2 separate regions of the Mus musculus genome follow, and region 1 is linked to region 2. Evidence: chromatin contacts called from public targeted proximity ligation data. All regions are on one chromosome and are shown on one strand. The core of a region is the stretch at or near the end of the contact, and the rest is flanking DNA. Distances in the headings are between cores, read along the strand shown.

The links.
Region 1: a targeted proximity ligation map of pancreatic cancer cells shows a contact between it and region 2. A contact is called at or near these places in 11 of 39 promoter capture datasets (the C10 cell line, embryonic stem cells, frontonasal cranial neural crest and 6 more), 19 of 484 Hi-C or Micro-C datasets (the N1E-115 cell line, bone marrow-derived dendritic cells, bone marrow-derived macrophages and 7 more), 21 of 130 datasets of targeted methods (the 230-238 cell line, the HPC-7 cell line, the NIH/3T3 cell line and 13 more) and 4 of 9 other capture datasets (adipose tissue, embryonic stem cells, liver and 1 more).

Annotation. Positions count from the first base shown.
Region 1 is chr19:9,105,542-9,109,179 of GRCm38.p6, reverse strand. No RefSeq gene overlaps it. Among named protein-coding and RNA genes, the nearest start is that of Gm41805, 7.6 kb to the right of the region's middle.
Region 2 is chr19:8,918,220-8,921,895 of GRCm38.p6, reverse strand. It overlaps B3gat3 (beta-1,3-glucuronyltransferase 3 (glucuronosyltransferase I)), which reads right to left and starts at 1,503. Exons shown (of 5, transcript NM_024256.2): 1 at 1,248-1,503; 2 at 1-90. The coding sequence starts at 1,329. Gm36629 (a long non-coding RNA gene) reads left to right here and starts at 54. Exons shown (of 3, transcript XR_003952913.1): 1 at 54-146; 2 at 236-287; 3 at 579-3,297.

The sequences.
Region 1 (3,638 bases), core at 615-3,114, 190 kb before region 2:
TCTGTACAGAGTCTAGAAAGTAACATGATTAGATTGATAAATAAAACAAGTGTGGATGAGAACTTAACATCATCTCAGATTTAACATCTACTATGCTCTTACCGGCACTTTGTAGATTCTATACAGAACTCAGGAACTTGGGTTCTGAGGTTATAATTTGGTGCCAAGAAGAAAAGAGGTTGGAGGCAGGTACAATGACACACAGCTATATTCCCAGCACTTGGTAAAGCAGGAGGCTCTGGAGTTTCAGGGGTGACCTCAGCCATATAAGGAGTTTGAGGCCAGCCTGGGCTATATGAGACCCTGTCAAATAAAAACAATAGTTTGAGTCTTCTCATCCTAGAAGGCTCAATAGTCACCACTTAGTACCTAGGGCAGGTCCCCAATGCTTTTTTTTTATGCAGGGTGATCTGTCTGCCTGCATATCTACATGCCAGAAGAGGGCATCGGCTCCCTTTATAGATGGTCATAGGCCACCACTATCTGGTTGCTGAGAATTGAACTCAGGACCTCTGGAAGGATTTTTAATTATTTTTCTTTTAATATAAGGAGTGCTCTGTCTGCATGTATACCTACATGCCAGAAGGGGACAGGTCCTGGATTCTCAAAGGTCAGCAGTCTTTCATTAAGTATTTTTAAGAGAAAAATGACCTGCAACAAAGTAGCTGCTTGAAAAATGGCTCAGAGGGGAAAAGCTTGATGTTCAAGCAAGAAGTCCTGAGTTCTTATCTCTCCGGCACCTGTGTAAAAAAAATCCATGGGTTGTGTTACAGACATGTAATGCCAAACCTGGGAAGCAGAAACAAAAAAGGTCCCAAGGGCCTCTGGCAACCAGTCTAGCCAAAATGTCAATCTCTGTGTTCAATGAGAGACCCTGCCTCAAAAATCAAGATGGAAAGTAATAGGGAAGGGTCCTCAGCATCGACCTACACACTTATCCTACAGTTCTCCCAAAATGAGACCAGACATGCTAAAGTGTGTGTGTGTGTGTGTGTGTGTGTGTGTGTAACTTTTTAAAACTTGTATGTGTTTGAATGGTTTGCAAGTGTGTATGTATTCACATCACATGTGCCTGCTGCCCACATGAGTCAGAAAAGAATTTTAGTTACACCATTTTGGAGGGGCCCTGGAAACTGAACCCAGATTTTCTGCAAGAGAAGCCTGTGCTCTTAACCACTGAGCCATCTTTCCAGCCCCATGAAACTCTCTTAGTCAATATTCTCTACCTTTCCATGTCAGTAAACTGTCATATAATATTCTGTCCTCATTCAACTATGCCCATCTTTCCTTACAATGGGGCTATCTATTTTCACCACCTTTCTTTTCTAGGGTGACAGACGTGTATAGAATCCTGTGCCCGTGGTGTGATACTTTCTCCACTGGTCAGGTTCCTCAGATGGTTGGGAGAGATTCGTGACTGAAGACCACAGCCCAGGGATACTTGCTGGCTGTGTGCCAAGTAGACTATTGCCAATAGACATGCCAGCTCCTGAGCATTTCTGGACCGTGACCTAAACCTGAGCAACACTGGGCCATGACATGGGCCCTAGGCAGAAGACTGGACAGGGAACTATGGGCTGTGCCAAAGCACAGGCCCCACCCAGAGTTTGGCTAGGGTGAGAAGAGCAGGTGAGACTAGGTTCACCCTGTGCTGCTCACAGGAAAGGGCTTGCCCACCCCCTTCCTGCCCAGGTCACTTCCCCTCCTACAAAGGGTCTGTTTGTTGTTCTTCCTAACTCCTCTTACCTCCAACCTTTCCCAGGGCCCCCCTCTTCCCAACACAATAGCCAGGCCACCCCAGTGTATCAAAGTCAAAGGGCATTTTCAGAAGTGTTTACAAACCAGTGCAGCTGTACACCTCTCACTGCAAACCCAAGAGTATTTACCTTGGGCTAAGGATCTGTGGTTCTGCTGACCTTCCAGTACAGCCTAGCACTCCCTGCCCCATGCAGATCCCCAGGGACTGGAACTTCTGAACCCCCGGCCTTCCAGTCAGAAACCAAGTATTTAATCTTAAAAGCAAGAAAGAAGAGGGCCAAGTTTTCCTTCCTCCGGGCTTGTCCAGGCCCCTCCTCTGCACCCACTGAGTGAGGTGTGGGCCCCACATACCTTTGGGCTGACTTCATCCTGATCCAGCCTGTCTGTCCTGAGCCTCCCCAGTCCTGGCCATTTCATCTTTATCTCTAACATAGATCATGCAGATATCACACCACAGATGCCTCATGACTAAAACGTGTGCTACTTTCCCAAGCCCTTTCCCACCCTGTCCCTGTGGTAGTACAAATTCCAACATATTTGCTGTCTGCTCTCAACATATTTGTTGTTCTACCCAGAAAGGGTCGGGACCTTGGGTGGGGCACTGTCACTTGGGTAAAGCCACCTCTTCCTGCCCCCATCTCTGCCTCCAGGTTCCCAACAGAGTTGGAACTTGAAAATGTGCTGCAGAAACTGGCTGCTTGGCCTGTGGGGGCAGTTCCTCTGCTTTCAAACTTGCAGAGGAATAGACCCATGTCCTGACCAACTTTTCAGTGGACCCCTGGCAAGGGCTTCACTGTGTTTGACAAAAGTGATGTCAGCCCTGGTTCCTATCTATAACCACCATGGCTATTGCTCTACCACCTCCCCACATGGCCAGCCCCAGCCCCAGCCCCAGCCTCCACAGGGACGTCCATGCCAGGGAAGGGGCCAGTGCAAAACAACCCAGCCGCTCTAACACTCAGCAGACATCCTGCGCCTCACCAGGGCAATTCTCAGAACACTGTGCAGTCAGCCTCAGGAGAGCTGCCTAGCTCAGAGGCCTGGCACACACGGGACCAGACCTTCAGACCCTTTAGTGCTGTTAGGGCTCTGAGGCTGCACCACACACAAGCCAGCTTCTGAGTCCACCTCTGTTTCAAGGCTTCCTGGGAGTCACATGGGAGGCAGCTGTGTCCAAGCCTCAGAGAAGCAGCCTGAGGAATGAGGAAACCCCACCTTCTTTCTTGGAATCTGTGCTTCTCAGCCGGTCTGTCACTAGACCTCCCAGGATCCTCACTCTGAAAGACCGAAGACTGGTAGTACCCTCTCCAGTGCTGTAATGGCCAATTACTTACTGCATGGGAAATCCCTAGATACCACGCAGCATGTGTTAGTCATTATTATATATTATCATCCCAAACCACACCAACCAGACCACCCTTTGTTTTCCAATCCCCTTCCATGCTTCAAGGTTATCAGCCTGCATCTTTACCATGGGCCGCTGGCTGTGTAGTGTGGTCCAGAACTCAGAAGGCTGAGGCAGGGAGGCTCAGGCCATCCTCAAGTACAGAGTAAGAATCGCGTCTATATAGACAAACAAATAACTAAATAAGCCACTGCTCTGTGGCCTCAGAAGTTAACATGGACTATTTTGACCCTTCCCTTAAGCTGGCAGGGACTCTGCTGTTCCCTGCATGGGTGTCCACACAAAGGAGAATATCGGATTCATATTCTATGGTTTAGGGAACATTTTCACTTCTGGTTCTACAATATGGAGTAGACAGGGCATTAACCATCACTCTTTAGTTCTAAATGAGCCCTACCAGGCAGAGCACAGTTGAAGTCAGGGATAGAGACCTAGCATCTAACACACAGGATAACTGCACAGTGGAGACTTGCAC
Region 2 (3,676 bases), core at 254-2,753:
GATCAGCTTGCAACTGGGATATCCTCAGGTCCTTCTGCCGAAGCTGCTCAGCTGCAGCTCGAAGCGGAGGGAGGCAGTCGCAAGGCTGGCCTGGTACCAGGAAGCACCAACAGGGTGAGCAAGTTGTGACAGAGAACCACAGGATAGTAAGTAGTTCAAAAACCCAGGCCAATTCTTTTTAATTCCTAGCCAATACAGAAATTCCCTTGTAACTTGCTTTTTTTTTTTTTTTTAGAATGGTGTCAGAGACTCTTCACCTTTCACTGTTACTGTGTTACTGTTTTAAGGTAGGTCTTGCTATAATGGCTCCAAGCTGACTGACCTCAGACCTTTAACCCACTGACCTGTTTCCCAAACGGTGTGCCACAACATTCAACTCTTCAATTTTAACCAGTTCCATCTGTCACTCTATTTTTCTTTGCTGGGGCTCCAACCCAGGGCCTTACACTTGTGAGTGTTCTACCACTGTGCTACACCCTCAGCCCTGCCACTATTTTCACTAGTACATTTCGACGATTATCTGTCAGCCTTTCTGTCCTTTCTACCTTCTGATCCTAATTTTACCTTCCACACATAAGGAATATAACAGTCTGAACTAGAGGCTCTCCTGTAATGGCACTACCTGAAAAGCGTTTACCAAGCTCCCACATAAAAGGCTGGATTCAAGGCGCTCCGTGGTCACGTGACCACTGACTTGTCAGTAAGTTCACAGATTCCATTACACGACAAATATTTATTGAATAAAAGGGGGGGGCAGTCCCTACTCCCTAGCTACTTTAGTGGAAGAGGTAGACACTAATAAAGTCATTACAAATTGTGATATGGGCCACTTAGAAAATTAAAAGAGATCAAGACTAATAAGGGTTACTTGAGCTAAGGTGGTCAGGGAAGTCCTGATGTGACATCTGGCCTAAAACCAGGATGAGAAATAGATGGCCTGGAGGTGGGGAGAGCACAGCTGGTCAAAAGCTGGAGGGGACAATGAACCAGGGGGTTCTCAAAAACCTATCAGCAAGCCGGTCTGAGAGGCAGAGCAAGGGGAGGGTGGAAAATAGGTTGCTTGGCGGCGGCGGGGTCATTTGGGGCTTGACCGGTATCCGCGGAGTTGCAGACTGCCGAGAGTTCTACACAAGGGGTCACCGAGGGCTGTCCCGAGGGCTGAGCGAGCGGGAAGCCGCTGTCTGCGGGTCTCATCCCCAGCGCCTTGGGCCGGCCCTCCGCACACCGCCCCGCCCCGCCCCGCTCACCGAGCTGCACCAGAGCGTAGAGGAGGCCGGCGATCGACACCAGGAAGTAGGCAAGAAACACGTTCTTCAGCTTCAGCTTCATGGCCGGTGCCACCGGGGCAGGCGGGGTCCACCGGGACCGGCAGGGACAGGTCCGCCCGGCCCTCCGCCCTCCCGCCGGCCCCGCCCCGGCCGCCCGGGCCGCGCCCCGCCTTCCCCAGGCTCCCTTACTAGTTCCCGGGAACGCGGGACTCTGAGCGACACCTGGGACCACTTCCGGCTAGTGGCGTCCCTCCCACAGGCAGCTTCCGGTCCCGCCTCCTGGTAGGCCATTCAGGGCGTTGACGCTATATCCGCTGGGTCAAGCGGTCGTGGCAGGCTGACCAAGAGCTTGTGTGGCCTAGCTCTATAATCATCTTGAAGCTCCCAATTGAGCACAAGCTCCACCCTTGTCACTGAGTTTTCTAGACTCACTCAACCATCCTTCAGCCTCAGCATTGGCTGCTTAAAGAAACGGTTGTTCATTACTTGTTCAACCAATGAGTGAAATCTAAAACGCACCAGGTGCTTGGCTAGGTCGTTTCCAGTGATTCTCAATCTTCCTAATACTGGGACCCTCTAATACAGTTCCTCATGATTTGGCATCCTCCCCATCATAAAATTCATTTTGTTGCTACTTCAAAACTGTAATTTTGCCGTTAGGAGTTGTGATGTAAATGTTTTCTAATGGCATTCCTGCTGGTCCCTCCTGCTTTGTGCTGATTGTCCTGGTTGTCTGTTAGGTTGTGCCACCGCTGCTTCGTGTTCGCTATCCCTACTCTACCGAACTGAACTGCTGATAGATTCATGAAATGTCTGAGTGGATCAAGCTGCCACTGCTAGCCTGTGAAGTGAACTGCAGATTTCCAGACAACAGACAAAAGCTACTCCAAAGAATCTTTCTAAACATGTCCACATCCCCCGTATCTTTCATTTTCCACAACCTCTGGTGGGTGGTGGACTACAAGGGAGGTTAAAGTGTTTAAGAATCATCATTAAAAATAGGATTTGAAAACAGTTACACATGTTCGTGAGGACCAGAGGACTTTGGAGTTTTAGCCTTGGGACCTCAGGTTTGGTGCTCTAACTGTTGAACCATCTCATCAGCCTTCCAATTTTAGGCCAAAATTATGTCATTACCATGGGACAATTTTTAAAAGTTCCTTCTAGATTTTCCGCTCCACGAGCTGTAGTTTCTTCAGGGTCACCTCTCTTCAGCAAGTGACTACAGAGCTAAAAGTGGGTACCAAGTCTACACTACAACAATGATACTTTATTCACGGATATGTAACAATTTACATATTTAGTCCAGGAAGTAGCTTGTCTAATATGCAGTTTTTCTTTGTCCCACCCCTACCCCCAAACCCCCATCCCCGCCCAAAACAAGGTTTCAGTTTCTCTATTTAACCACCCTGACTGTTCTGGAACTCACTTTGCTAGCTAGGCAAACTCAAGAGATCTGTCTACCTCTGCTGGGATTTAAGGGGCATACACCACCACTGGCCAGCATGTGCACTAGTTTCTATCACCAAAAAAACCTGGGGTAGTGGTACATGTCCGCAATTCCTGGACAACATTGAAAGTGGAGGTAAACTCCACTATATCTCAAGATGGTCAGCATGGCAATGGTGGCACACGCCTTTAATCTCAGCACTTGGGAGGCAGAGGCAGGTAGATTTCAGAGTTCTAGCTTGGTCTACAGAGTGAGTTCCAGGACAGCCAGAGCTATACAGAGAAACCCTGTCTCAAAAAAGAAAGAAAGGAAGAAAGGAAGAAAGGAAGAAAGGAAGAAAGGAAGAAAGGAAGAAAGGAAGAAAGGAAGAAAGGAAGAAAGGAAGAAAGAAAGAAAGAAAGAAAGAAAGAAAGAAAGAAAGAAAGAAAGAAAGAAAGAAAGAAAGGAAGAAAGGGAAAGGGAGAAAAGAAATATAGTCAGCCTAGGCTACCTGGAACCCTGTCCTATTACACAAACTGTTTCTCTTTGCTGAACAATAAATAGTTTCAACATATATTCAATAAAAAAAAACTCACAAAAGAAAATACTATGTTCCTACCAGTAACTATGTTTCTGTTTCAATGTTACATCATAATAAAAACATTTAAAACTCCTTTCATTTAGCTCTGTAAAAACCATTTAGGAATTATCTAGTCACCCTATCATACAAAACAAAATTTCAGAACTTTTTTTCCTGTAACCAAGTATCCACTACTTGTCCTTTCTCCAATCTTCCCAACAATAGTTTTGAGACTTAGTCCAGAATAGCCTTCAACTTAAAAGTCTCAGGATCTCAGGATGTCCTTGAACTATTCCACCATTCCCAGAAAGGTTTTTTGTTTTTGTTTTTGTTTTTTTTTTTAATCCTTATCTGAAAGGGTCTGTGGTCTAGAATGGCTTTGGACTCCCAACTCAGGCA